2 separate regions of the Gossypium hirsutum genome follow, and region 1 is linked to region 2. The links are chromatin contacts, called in public Hi-C maps. All regions are on one chromosome and are shown on one strand. Each heading gives the region's core, a stretch centred on a gene start, on an enhancer-like site or on the middle of the called end of the contact. The rest is flanking DNA. Distances are from core to core; before and after follow the strand shown. Region 1 holds the start of LOC107903827 (protein SUPPRESSOR OF QUENCHING 1, chloroplastic). Region 2 holds the start of LOC107939081 (calreticulin).

Evidence for each region. A called contact is a pair of places that touch in the nucleus more often than the background predicts.
Region 1: a Hi-C map of leaf shows a contact between it and region 2, with 4 times the contacts expected there. The contact joins the promoter of LOC107903827 here to the promoter of LOC107939081 in region 2. A contact is called at or near these places in 3 of 34 Hi-C or Micro-C datasets (callus and leaf).

The regions. Positions count from the first base shown.
Region 1 is chrA13:79,971,476-79,977,550 of Gossypium_hirsutum_v2.1, reverse strand. LOC107903827 (protein SUPPRESSOR OF QUENCHING 1, chloroplastic) reads right to left here and starts at 2,779. Exons shown (of 28, transcript XM_016829998.2): 1 at 2,198-2,779; 2 at 1,823-1,923; 3 at 1,638-1,694; 4 at 1,462-1,556; 5 at 1,229-1,328; 6 at 763-821; 7 at 390-505; 8 at 1-27. The coding sequence starts at 2,543.
Region 2 is chrA13:79,205,485-79,212,003 of Gossypium_hirsutum_v2.1, reverse strand. It overlaps LOC107939081 (calreticulin), which reads left to right and starts at 3,040. Exons shown (of 13, transcript XM_016872364.2): 1 at 3,040-3,199; 2 at 3,913-4,213; 3 at 4,301-4,556; 4 at 4,639-4,695; 5 at 4,776-4,823; 6 at 4,915-5,001; 7 at 5,076-5,133; 8 at 5,230-5,297; 9 at 5,386-5,481; 10 at 5,570-5,614; 11 at 5,695-5,724; 12 at 5,812-5,919; 13 at 6,006-6,254. The coding sequence starts at 3,100. The coding sequence ends at 6,017. It also overlaps the pseudogene LOC107939084.

The DNA of each region.
Region 1 (6,075 bases), core at 1,530-4,029, 770 kb before region 2:
GAAACCGCATATTCTGCACCATCTCATCTGCAATGATATTTATTTATTAGAACTTTATATGCCAAATCTACAAGCCTTAGTGATCAATCGGGAAAAGAATGGCTTCAGGGATACCCAATGCTGCTTAGTTTAAAGGTGATTGTTTTTCTCATTATTTCATCAAATTCAAGATCAAAATTTAGTAGTATTAGCTTGTTGGTGCACAAGGATGGACTTTATCAATAGAATTGAAAATTTTCCACTACATAGGAGACAAATTACAACAGCGAATGTATCATGTGCTTCCATAAAAAAAACAAAAAGAATGCTAAAAAGCATCATCATTTTACAATGTTAATGGTACAAAATGACATTTGCACCATATTCTCAGGACAACAGACTATAACCACCTGAGCCACCACTGAGAATATCATCAAGTGAAACACTTCCAATATCATTTCTGATAATTGATGGACCAGCAGGTTTTAGAGTCTCTTCTGTCAATGTAGTTGTCACAGCTATGCATCTGCAGGCAGTGGAGAATGATTAGAATTACTATAAAGTTACTCCATTTCTGTATGACGAGAGAAGCAAATGGTAAACAAGCACAACCTAAACATTAATCTATATGTTAAAAAAAGGGAAAAGCAGGTGATTTTGATACAACATATTAATCATGTAAGCAAATCATATTCTTCTCCCAAGTTGAAAGTGTGAAAAGAAAATAAAGAAGGAAGTAAAGAGCAAAGTAAATAGAAACAAACATGAATATAGATCACTTACCTCATTTTTGCTGCATTAGCAGCCTGTACTCCAGCCAAAGCATCTTCAATAACAAGACACTGGCAAATATAGGTAGAGGTCATATTTCCCAGCAGAAGAATTACAATGGAACTTTAGGAAACGAAGAATTTTAAAAACAGAAGCTCTGCAGTATTATTGTAACAAGAATATAAAATTCTCCAAGCAAGTCATAAAGCTATCAAAGTTCAGCTAACAGACAGTGTACACCACCCACAAGAGAAATGGGAAGTATGTTAGGTGCATGAGACATGGCAAAATCAGTAAGTTTTTAATACTTTTTGGCACACAAAGAAGAAAAATACATTTTCTATTTCACATAAATTCCAATAAAAATTGCAAAGAAAAATAAATGCTGCAATATCACCATTCTCATGCAGCGTAACTTTGGTCAATGAAAAGGGAAGAAAATAGTTGCAATTGGTAGAGGGGAGAGAACTAGATATACCTCATCAGGGGAAACGTCTAATATCTTTGATGCAGCTAAGAAAATATCTGGAGCAGGTTTCAGATTCTCAAAAGCATCTGCTGACACAATAGCATCGAACCTGATATATAAAGGCTAGAACCATAATAAGAACAAGAAAAAAAAAAAACAGATTGATGCTGCAAAGCTAAAAATGTAAATATACAACCAATATATTCATCCAAACAACTATATTAGGTTGGCAGTTGGCTTACATTGATAAGGGCAATCCAGCAGCAGCTAAGTTAGCATCTACCTTGACACGATCAGCACTGGATGCAACAGCCACTTTTAGGCCTTTGTTTTTACACTGTCACACAGAATATTCCATCATATGATCATAAACCTGAGGTGACATCATTATCTCTCCAGTGACAATTGGCTTACGTACCTCATTAATGAGCTCAAAAGCACCTGGAAATCCTATTCCAGAATTAGGTTTTGCATACTACAAGAAGGAAAGAACTTTTTGTGTGAAAATTTGTTCACTGAAAAACACTAAAAATGGGCATTGTATGATTGTCCTTTCATAAGAAGAAAGAATAACTCTCCATATAAAAACTAAGTGCTGATTACCTTATCAAGATATATCTCAAAGAATCTCTTTTTTGCTGCCTCAGTGTTAAATTCTTTAACACCCTTAACAGAAGCAACGCCTCCTAAAAAGTTTGCTTCACCTGGTATATCAGTGAAGTAGAAATATGCAGGTAAAGTTAACAGCTCTTCATGACATCAAAATTAATTGACAATAAATCAGAAGAACTATTTGTCGCAGATTTACATATTTATGAAGAACTCTTTGAAACACATTTACTTCTTAATCAGCACCATACAATTAATCACCTACATTCCTCAAAATTCATACTTTTCCGAATCACTCAAATTTATGGAAGACTATCCATAACAGGAGAAACTTAAAATAAATATCAAGGGATCAAACTAAAATTTTACCCATTCCAGTGAAAGGAGCAAAGTCCTCCGCAATGACTTGGACACCCATCTCTGCAAAAACATCAACAGCAGCCTTTCTAGAAGGGTTCTCACTATTGCACAACACTCCATCCATGTCAAAAAGTACAGCTGTCACCTTGCCCCACTCTTGTTTACTAGTTTCTTTCACATTCTTTTCTTCCACCTTAACACATGCCTTTACCACCATTTTCCTTGTAAAAATTCTGCACTTGGATCTCCATTGAAAGAAGGAGGTTGCTGTTGAGATGGGTTTGGGTGATGAGAAGAAGGAGAGCTTTGTTGGATCAGATAGAGCAGTTGGAGTTGACAATAGTCTCACGGCCATAGCACAAACTCAGTTTTCTGTTTGAGTGGCGGTAACTGGCTCCTGGAAAGGAGCTTTTCAGGATTAAATTGTTTGGGTTTTTTTTGGTGGACTAAATCATCCTTGATGTAATTAAAACAGACCTTTGATTTGTTGGGCTAGTTGTCCTTGTAGTGCACTGAAAATGGTTGGATGGTGTTTATACTATAAGTAGTGGTGGAGATGAAGCTTCGTCTTCTGCTGATTATTTATTTGGTTGCCAATAATTGGTGCTTTATCCAATGCATTTGTATGGGTCTTAGTGACATTAAACTAGTGACAGGGGCCCACTAAAAATAGATAATGATAATTGGAGTAAAATTTGGTAAATACTCCATAATAAGTGTTTCCTCACCGTTAATATAAAAGGAAGTATTGTATGAAATTATGGTTACACCTAATTTTATCTCTTTTCAATAGAAAAATAATTAATTTTTAATTTTTCTTCTTTTAATATAATATATATATATAAATAAAAGATAATTGTTGTTTACCTTGAGGATTTAAATATTATTTTTAAAATATAAAAAATTAATTTTAAAAAAATTGAGATGAAAGATATTATAAAAACAAAATTTTGTTTCGGCCTATACATTGAGTATTTAAATGATGAAATTCATATCCATCAGTCAACTTATATAAAAAAAATCTTAAAGAAATTTTACTTGGATAAATCATATTCATTGAATACCTCAATAGTTGTAAAATCACTATATGGGAATAAAGACTCATTTCGTCTTGATGAAAATGATGAAGAATTTTTTGGTCATGAAGTACCATATTTAAAAGTTATAGACTTATAAGGCATTAGTGTATCTTGAAACAACACACGACCTGATATAACATTCATAGTGAACTTGTTAACAAAATTTAAATTCTTCTCAAACACAGAGACATTGTATGAAATTAAACATGTATTTAGATGTCTTAGAAGAACCATCCATATGGAATTATTTTATCCAAGTGGAAGTTGAATTATTCTTTCTTTTTTCTACTATTCTCTTTTGTTCTTTATAATGATATTAGTTTATAATATTTATGAAATAATTAAAAATAATTTATAGTTATTTCAAATTATATTTTTATTAATAAAATAATATATCACAATATTTTATTTTTATTTCTTTATGACTTAATAATATATCATTTAGTACTAGAGTATGACATTTTTTTTATAACTCCCCCATACTTGACCCGATCGTCGGGTCAAGATATCAAAAGGCTACATTTGTTGTTGAAGCAATGATAATTAAATTAAATTCATTTCATCAATTCATTCAAGTTATTGGGGTCATTAAACATTTCTAATATAATTCAAACACATGTCTAAATTTTATACGAGCTTCTAATAGCTCTTTTAATAGTCAAACACAACAACGTGGAACCCTCGATGCTGCGACGTCACATATTGACTTATGTCATCGAGACGTGGTAATCTTGATGTCGTGACGTGCATTCTATTTTTAAAATTTTTCCATTTCTTCAAATTTCATCACCTATAACCCTATTCAAATATCAAATTTCTACCAATTCAATCAACATTCCATTCATATAAGTTCAATTCCAATCTCAAGAACACATAATTCATCATAAACTCATTCAAAAAGGCTAAGTTTATAATGTTAACAAAGAGTTTCAAGTTCTACAATTAAGTTCAACAAAAGGCTTATATTCACAAATTAACTTTACCTATGGACATATCATAGTTGATGTCGATCCTCCACTTTAGAACTTCAAGTCTAATCTTTACCTACGTATTGGAAAGTAACGTGTTAAGCTTATGACAACTTAGTAAGTATTACAAGAATTAAACTTTCTATTTAAGATTTAGCTAACATTAGAATATGTATAATTTCATAAAACTAATACTAATAAATAAGAATCATTTCGCAAGACGTGAATCACATACCGGATCCATTGACAATTTTCTCTTACCATATTTCATTGATATAGCCCATTGTAGACTAAACATAACATAGAGGATATACGAAACAATCACAGTATTGCACCTAAGTGCTACTTTTCATCGCATTGAAGTGCCACATTTCATTTGCACGCATAGACTTCCTAATGGTATGCCATTCATATCCTATTAGTTATCATTTCGTCTATATGGGCTTTTATACAATTATTCCTTTATATACACTCTATCAAATGAAAATCACTTAAACTTACACTTTCTACAATTTAGTTCTTATTGTCATGAAATTCATTATACTTCGTAATTCAATCACACTTTGATTTTTCACACATTCATTTATTTTTTACACTTCATTCACAATCCAATTTATTAAATTTTCAGTTGTCATAACAAATTTGTACACTACACAATTTAGTTTTTTTTTTACTATTATTTCAGTATGTTAAATCAATTTTTCATATAATCAAAATTCAACTATATTCATCACTATTTATTAAAGATTTACGCACATAATATTACCATATTTTAATTAAATTAACTAATTTAACATAATCTATACCTAAATTAAAATTAAATCATTCATGTTAGTTTGGATAAAATCTTTTTTTCTTTCTTTACTCCTTAACCATTGCCTTTCCTTTTTCTTCAATCAATCCTTCACTTTTCTTCTCTTTTTTTTTTTATTCTTTATTTTTTATTTCCATATAAAAACATATAAGATTTACTTGTTAGAATCATAATCAAATAATATATCTATGCTATTTAAATGAAACTAACATGAATTTTATGAACAAACTTACCATTCTTACCTTAATGACTCGTAATCAAATCCTAATTTTTTTTCTCTCTCCTCCAAGACAACTATTGATGCTCTTTTCATAAAATCAAGGTGGCTAACAAGCTTTTCTAATGATTTTACTAAGGATTCATGAAAGAAATTGGAGGAATTAAGCTTGAAAATGGTGGAGAGAACTTATTTGTAATAAAAGCAAAAGTTGATATGGTGTAATATTTAAAGTGGCATGAAGATAGAGATGACATGGATGATTTTTCATCATCTTTCTATAATATTCTATAAAAATATATACTTAATTTATTAATTAAAATAACAAATAATTAAATATTCCAATGAATTAGATTTTTCACAATTTAGCCCTTAATTGTTAAGCTTTTCATAATTATCTAATTTAAGTAATTATTAATTAGTCCTTCAACTTTCTCTATAATGCCATTCATGAATTATACTTTATTTTTCATCTTTCTATAATATTCTATAAAAATATATACTTAATTTATTAATTAAAATAATAAATAAATATTTCAATCAAATAGATTTTTTCACAATTTAGTCCTTAATCATTAAGCTTTTCATAATTATCTAATTTAAGTAACTATTAATTAGTCGTTCAACTTTCCCTATAATGCCATTCATGAATCATACTTTATTTTGATAGAATTTCACTTCTAGCCCTTCCTCATTTTTCCTTCAATTCAATGCAATTACTTCAAATATTTAACTTTCTTATTTTTTTCCCTAATACTTTTTATTCTCTTACAATTTAGTCAATACCCTAGATTTATTTCTCTTGTTTC
Region 2 (6,519 bases), core at 1,791-4,290:
GTATCTCTTGCTCTATTCGGTGCCTATGTTAGCCGAGCAGGCATCAAGTCAGTTGACGTATTGACACCAAAGGTTTTCATTGGCTTAATAGTTGGAGCCATGCTACCCTACTGGTTTTCAGCCATGACAATGAAGAGCGTTGGAAGTGCGGCTCTCAAAATGGTCGAAGAGGTTCATCGGCAATTCAATTCAATTCCGGGACTAATGGAAGGCACGGCAAAACCAGACTATGCGAACTTGTTAGAACAAAGAAGGCAGCAACAGGTTATTTGCTTAAGAACTAAATAAAAACCAAGAGCAAAATGAGAAGAACTTGAGCACAAAACATGGATGAAAATCAGCAGCAATCTTCATTGATTGATAATGAAAAATAAATACAAAGTTAACAAGTCAAATGACCATTACCTAATGATTCACCTACTCCCGCTAATAATCAACTAATACAAGTTAAATTTTAAACTAAAGCAAGCTGATGTATCAGCCATTACATCCATTACATCAAAAATCCTACTAACTTAGATTACAAATTACAAACAAACTAAAGTTGGTTACATTGGAACAAAAAGAACAAAAAATGGTCCTAAGCTAGTTGCTGCATTCGGTTCTGCTCCACTGCTGGTCTGCTTGCTGACTTGCTGGCCATATGTTGCATTGCAGGCCAATGCTTAACAGAACTGTGTAAAGATGTCGACTGATGCCTCACTCAGGGCAATGATCCCACCTGGTGCACTTGTTATGCTTACTCCACTCATCGTCGGAACCTTCTTAGGAGTCGAAACACTAGCTGGTGTTCTAGCTGGCTCACTTGTGTCAGGTGTGCAGGTAGCCATCTCAGCATCCAACACAGGAGGAGCATGGGATAATGCCAAGAAATATATAGAGGCAGGGGGTAGTGAGCCTGCAAAGTCACTTGGTCCGAAGGGTTCAGATTGCCACAAGGCTGCAGTGATAGGAGACACAATAGGGGATCCCCTCAAGGACACATCTGGTCCATCGCTCAACATCCTCATTAAGCTCATGGCGGTTGAGTCATTGGTGTTTGCTCCTTTCTTTGCAGCTCATGGAGGCTTGCTTTTCAAATTCATCTAAACTCTTGCCTTTAGTTACCCAATTTTAATATCTTCAAATAAATTGTAGTACTTTTACTCATGTTTTTTTTTTTCATTGAAATTTGAATATCCAATTTTTATCGTTTAAACCCCAAGTACTCCAGCTACTCCCTGACATTATTCTTATCTTTATAATAAATACATTGAAGTTAGGGTGTGTTTCATAAATTACTCAAAATTTTTAGTTGTTTTAATTTTTATATAATATAAAATTTTCAATAACAAATGTTGAATAAAATTAGTAGATAAGTAGTTATTTATTATTAAATGTATAAAATATTACATTTGTTTTATTTTATTAAAAATTAAAATAAATTGTCATTTAAAAAAAAGAGATATTCAAATTACCATATTTATTTTTATCCAGCACTATCCAAAATATTATAAGATATTAAATTTATAAGATTAAAATTAAGAAATAAATAAATAAAATTTTAAAGATCAATATTTACTTTTATCAATCAATATAATTTATATTCCGTACTTATATTTACTAATTTATCAAATAATTTTTTAATATAAATTTAACACTTATCAAATTCAATGCTTAATTTTTTAACATTTAGAATTTTAATTTATCAAACCCCCACTTAATTTTGAGAATTTTATATTTTTTAAGTTATTATTAATTTTTTTATTGAAATTTGTTGGTTGAGATTTTAAAATTGGATTTTCCTTGGTTCAAGTAATGTTGGATTACTTTACCTATTTTAGTTATTTTGAGTTAGAATAATTTTTAAATTTGGATTTTTATTTTTTATAGTCAACTTGAATTAAATTATATTTAAATTTAAATTAATCAAATAAAAATTTTAAATTTAACTACTCTATTGAATTTTTCAATGAATATCTAATGATAGAATTATTTTAGTTTTGATATATTAAAATAATTCTTAAATTTCATTAATCAAATTTGTAAATTTTAATTTGATAATATCTAAAATATTTTCAGATGTTATAAAACATATAATCATGTTTCTAAGGGCCCTAACATTATAAACTTTCAAAATGTTGTAAACCTTTTTAAATCAATTTTATATTTATAAGTACCGATAACTTCTAAAGATATCTAACAAAACTTTCAAAAGAAGCAACGTATCGAAATTTATAAAATAAGTATCAAAACTTATATTTAAAATAAATTTTCTTTTTACTTTTATAAAAATAATATATTTACATTATTATATTTAAATTTCATTTAAAAATATAAAATATTAGGTTAATAAGAACTAAATTATGATATAAATAATTTTTAGATATTGTATAAAAATATTTTTTAAATATCAAGTAAAATATTTAAGATTTAATTTTTCAAACATCGATTTGAGATGAAAGTTTTTTTAAAAAAAAAAAGATTTTTATGCATAATAAATATTATATTACAGTTCTATGCTATTTTCTCATATTACTAGACTCAAATTCACATTTAGTATCTATCTAAAACGTAAATATCTAAACAAATTTACAAATTTTCTTTTACCAATAGATGCCATAAATTTTAATGGAAGTTTCGGGATGATAAAACTGAAACCCAACCGCTAATACGAGACCAATTAAGAGACGTAAATAATCTGCTGCTACGCCTCAAACCAACGTCTAGGTGGACGGCCTCTACAGTTCTGTGGATCATTGCCTGCTTGCCACATGTAACACAATTCCGCTGAAATGAGACGTAACGTACTCCTAGCCTAACAAGGCAAAATCCTCCTACGTGTCACGTGAAATTCCTAGCCAATAAATTTTTGCCACGTCAACTTAGTGACACCTGTGAATGACATGTCATCAAGCCATTGGCTTCAGTCATTAACTTCAGTCCACGTCATATTTACAGAAAATAATAATACCTCGTTTTAACTGGGCCGTAAAAAGTAAAAAGTAAAAAGGAAGAAAACCATTGAAACGCAACGAGTATTATATAAACGGTACCAAAACAACCCATCAGACTATCAGTGCACTGCAGTTCTACATTCTCGCTCCGTGGAGTTCAGCTATGGCGATTCCTAAACGGATCCCTAATTTTATCTCTCTAATTCTTGTCTCTTTCTTCGTCATTGCCTCTGCTGAAGTATTCTTCGAAGAGCGTTTCGATGGTAAACTCTTTCTCACTCATTTTCCCCCCGCTTTCTAATACTCAATCTACATGCATTGAATCTTAACGTTTTAGATTGTTTTTTTTTGTTTGAATCTTTTTTTTTATTTAAGAGGTTTTGATATTTTAACTTGACGTAAATGAATGGATCGGTGATTTTTAAATGTTAAGTAGGTGATCTGGCTGTTTTCGATGGTTCCTTTACTCGAATGATTAATTTCGTTTAAAAGATGTAGTGAGTCGAGTAGATCTACACGTAATATGATTCCATAAAAGGCTCTAATTATAAAAATATATAAATTATTAGAAATGTGTTTGAATTCTTTGAGAAATGGGTGTGAATTTGTGTATTGTGTTTCAATTGTTCTGTAACTGTAGAGGATAATTGGATGAAATGATGATTAATATTATCATTCTGCTTTAGTTTATGTTATTTTTTTGTTATTTGATATATCTTGAGAATGAAAACACTAGTTCTTAGCAAAATTAATTAGATGTTATGGTCTTTTAAATCAGGGTAGATATCAGAGTCTAGCTAATGTGTTCCTACTACTTAACGTACTATGCATGGCTGCGTTACTAAAATTTTGCTTTCCCTTTAACAAACGAGAAGCTGCTTATGTTTTTATTGTACGTTTCACTGTTTTCAAACAGAAGAATTTGACCTTTTCTTTTTCTGGCTGATTTTGCATTTCTATTGTTTTTAAACCAAAGATGGATGGGAAAGTCGGTGGGTAAAATCTGACTGGAAGAAAGATGACAACATGGCTGGGGAATGGAATTACACTTCTGGAAAATGGAGTGGGAATCTTAATGACAAAGGTATTCAAACTAGTGAAGACTACAGGTTCTATGCTATTTCGGCTAAGTTCCCAGAAGTTAACAACAAGGGCAAGACTCTAGTCTTCCAATTTTCTGTCAAGCATGAGCAGCAGCTTGACTGTGGTGGTGGTTACATGAAACTACTCAGTGGTGACATTGACCAGAAGAATTTTGGTGGTGACACCCCATACAGGTTTTACTTTATGATCTAACCTCTTGGTATCTCTAAAAGATTTTATTGCAGATTTACTGATTTTTTTGTAATGTTGGTTGGGTGCAGCATTATGTTTGGGCCTGATATCTGTGGAAGCACAAAGAAAGTACATGCTATTCTTCATTACAAGGGGACAAACCACTTGATGAAAAAGGAAGTTCCATGTGAGACTGACCAACTTACTCATGTTTACACATTTATTCTGCATCCGGATGCTACTTACAAAATTCTTATTGATAATGTTGGGAAACGAACTGGTAGCTTGTACACTGATTGGGATCTTCTCCCACCGAAGAGAATCAAGGATCCCAGTGCAAAGAAGGTATTAGTCAGAATTGATGTCTTTTTGGTTTTATTTTATCATATGAATATTTGATACAACTAAGAACTTCGCATGATGGCAGCCTGAAGATTGGGATGACAAGGAATTCATCCCTGATCCTGAAGACAAGAAGCCAGAGGTAACAACCTTCGTATTTTAACCCTTCCATGGTTTTGTTATGCTTATGCAAGCTAACCTCTAGTTTTTGATTTCCCATAGGGTTATGATGACATTCCAAAAGAAATCCCTGATCCTGATGCTAAGAAGGTAGTCATTTAATGCTTCAGTAATGCTTCTATTATAAAAAGGGCATGCCTTATTTGTAATAAAGGTTAATGGTTAAAATTATTTACACCAGCCAGAAGATTGGGATGATGAAGAAGATGGTGAATGGACACCCTCAACAATTCCCAACCCAGAGTACAATGGCCCATGGAAGCCTAAGGTTCGTGAAATCCCTGTCTAATTGCAGCATTTAATTTGACATTTTATGTGTAACAATTCTTTTTCTATCTGCAGAAAATCAAGAACCCCAACTACAATGGCAAGTGGAAGGCTCCAAAAATTGACAACCCAGGTTCATCGCTATTTCCTGTGTAGTGTTTTTTTTCTTTTCTTATCAATTAAAAATTTTTCAAGTGATTTATTACTGTGTTTTTTATGTGGTTCACAGACTTCAAGGATGATCCTGATCTTTATGTTTTCCCCAACTTAAAGCATGTTGGTATTGAATTGTGGCAGGTATCACTTTTTTTCTCTCTACATCTATCCTATTATCATTCCATGCCATTTTAGAACTATAACAAGATAAATGTTTGGTTTTTGTCAGGTAAAATCTGGAACATTGTTTGATAATATCTTAGTTGCTGATGATGTTGAGTATGCCAAAAAGCTAGCTGAAGAAACATGGGGCAAGCAGAAGGATGTATGTCAATCTATGTATTCAAACTGTTCTTGTTGACCTTATTTTTGGGGGTGATTGTGCTTGTGGTTGATTTGATTGGCTTTTGCAGGCCGAGAAGGCTGCATTTGAGGAGGCAGAGAAAAAGAAAGAGGAGGTATATTCTTGACTATCAAGTGTCATACTTCTGCCTTGTTTGCAGTTCTCTCTTTCTAACTGATGTAACATGACCTTCAGGACTCCAAGGATGACTCCGCAGATTCTGATGTAAGTCTATAACATGCCTTGTTAATGATATAATTTTACTTGGATTGCCATCTTTCTGGTTTTCATTGTGTTTAACGGATTATCCAGGTGGATGATGATCATGGTGATAGTAGTAGTGATGATGGTGAAGGAAGTGAGTCTGATTTCGATAGCAAAGCAGACGCAAGCAAAGACAGTGTTGAGAAAGACGTACATGTAAGTAGTTCTTTTCCTTTCTGCATTTGCCTATATATAGTTTTTGGATGCCTCATTAATCAAAATGATTATCCCTTTGAATGCAGGATGAGCTGTAAGGTCAATCTGGTATAGAGAAAGCGCCGCAAAAGTGCTCTTCAAAGGATCTCCATTTCTCTTTTTATTTTTTATTTTTAATCTTTGCAGCTGTAGGAGTAGAGGGGAAAGGAATTGCCATTGCAGTTTGCGTGCACATTGCTGTCTTGATCTGAATTTTTTTTTCTTTAACTTTTGTTAAGGCTTTAGAAACAAAGAGGTTTTATTCTATGCTCAAGATTATGAAATAGTTTAAACTATGCCTATGAATTTTGATAATAATTTGATAGTCTGATCCTCTGAACTCGAATTTCATCTAACAGAAGTTTATTATTAAAGGACTTGACTTAAACAAAAATTGAAACGGTATAAATATTTCGGATTCAAATTTATTTGAATTCAAAAAGATATAAAAATTTTAAAAAATTGGAATTATTTTTATATAAATTAACTAAACTCAAAATTAATTAAAATGTCTTATGGGGAGAAGAACCTCGCATGTATGTATGACATTTTTTATGGTAA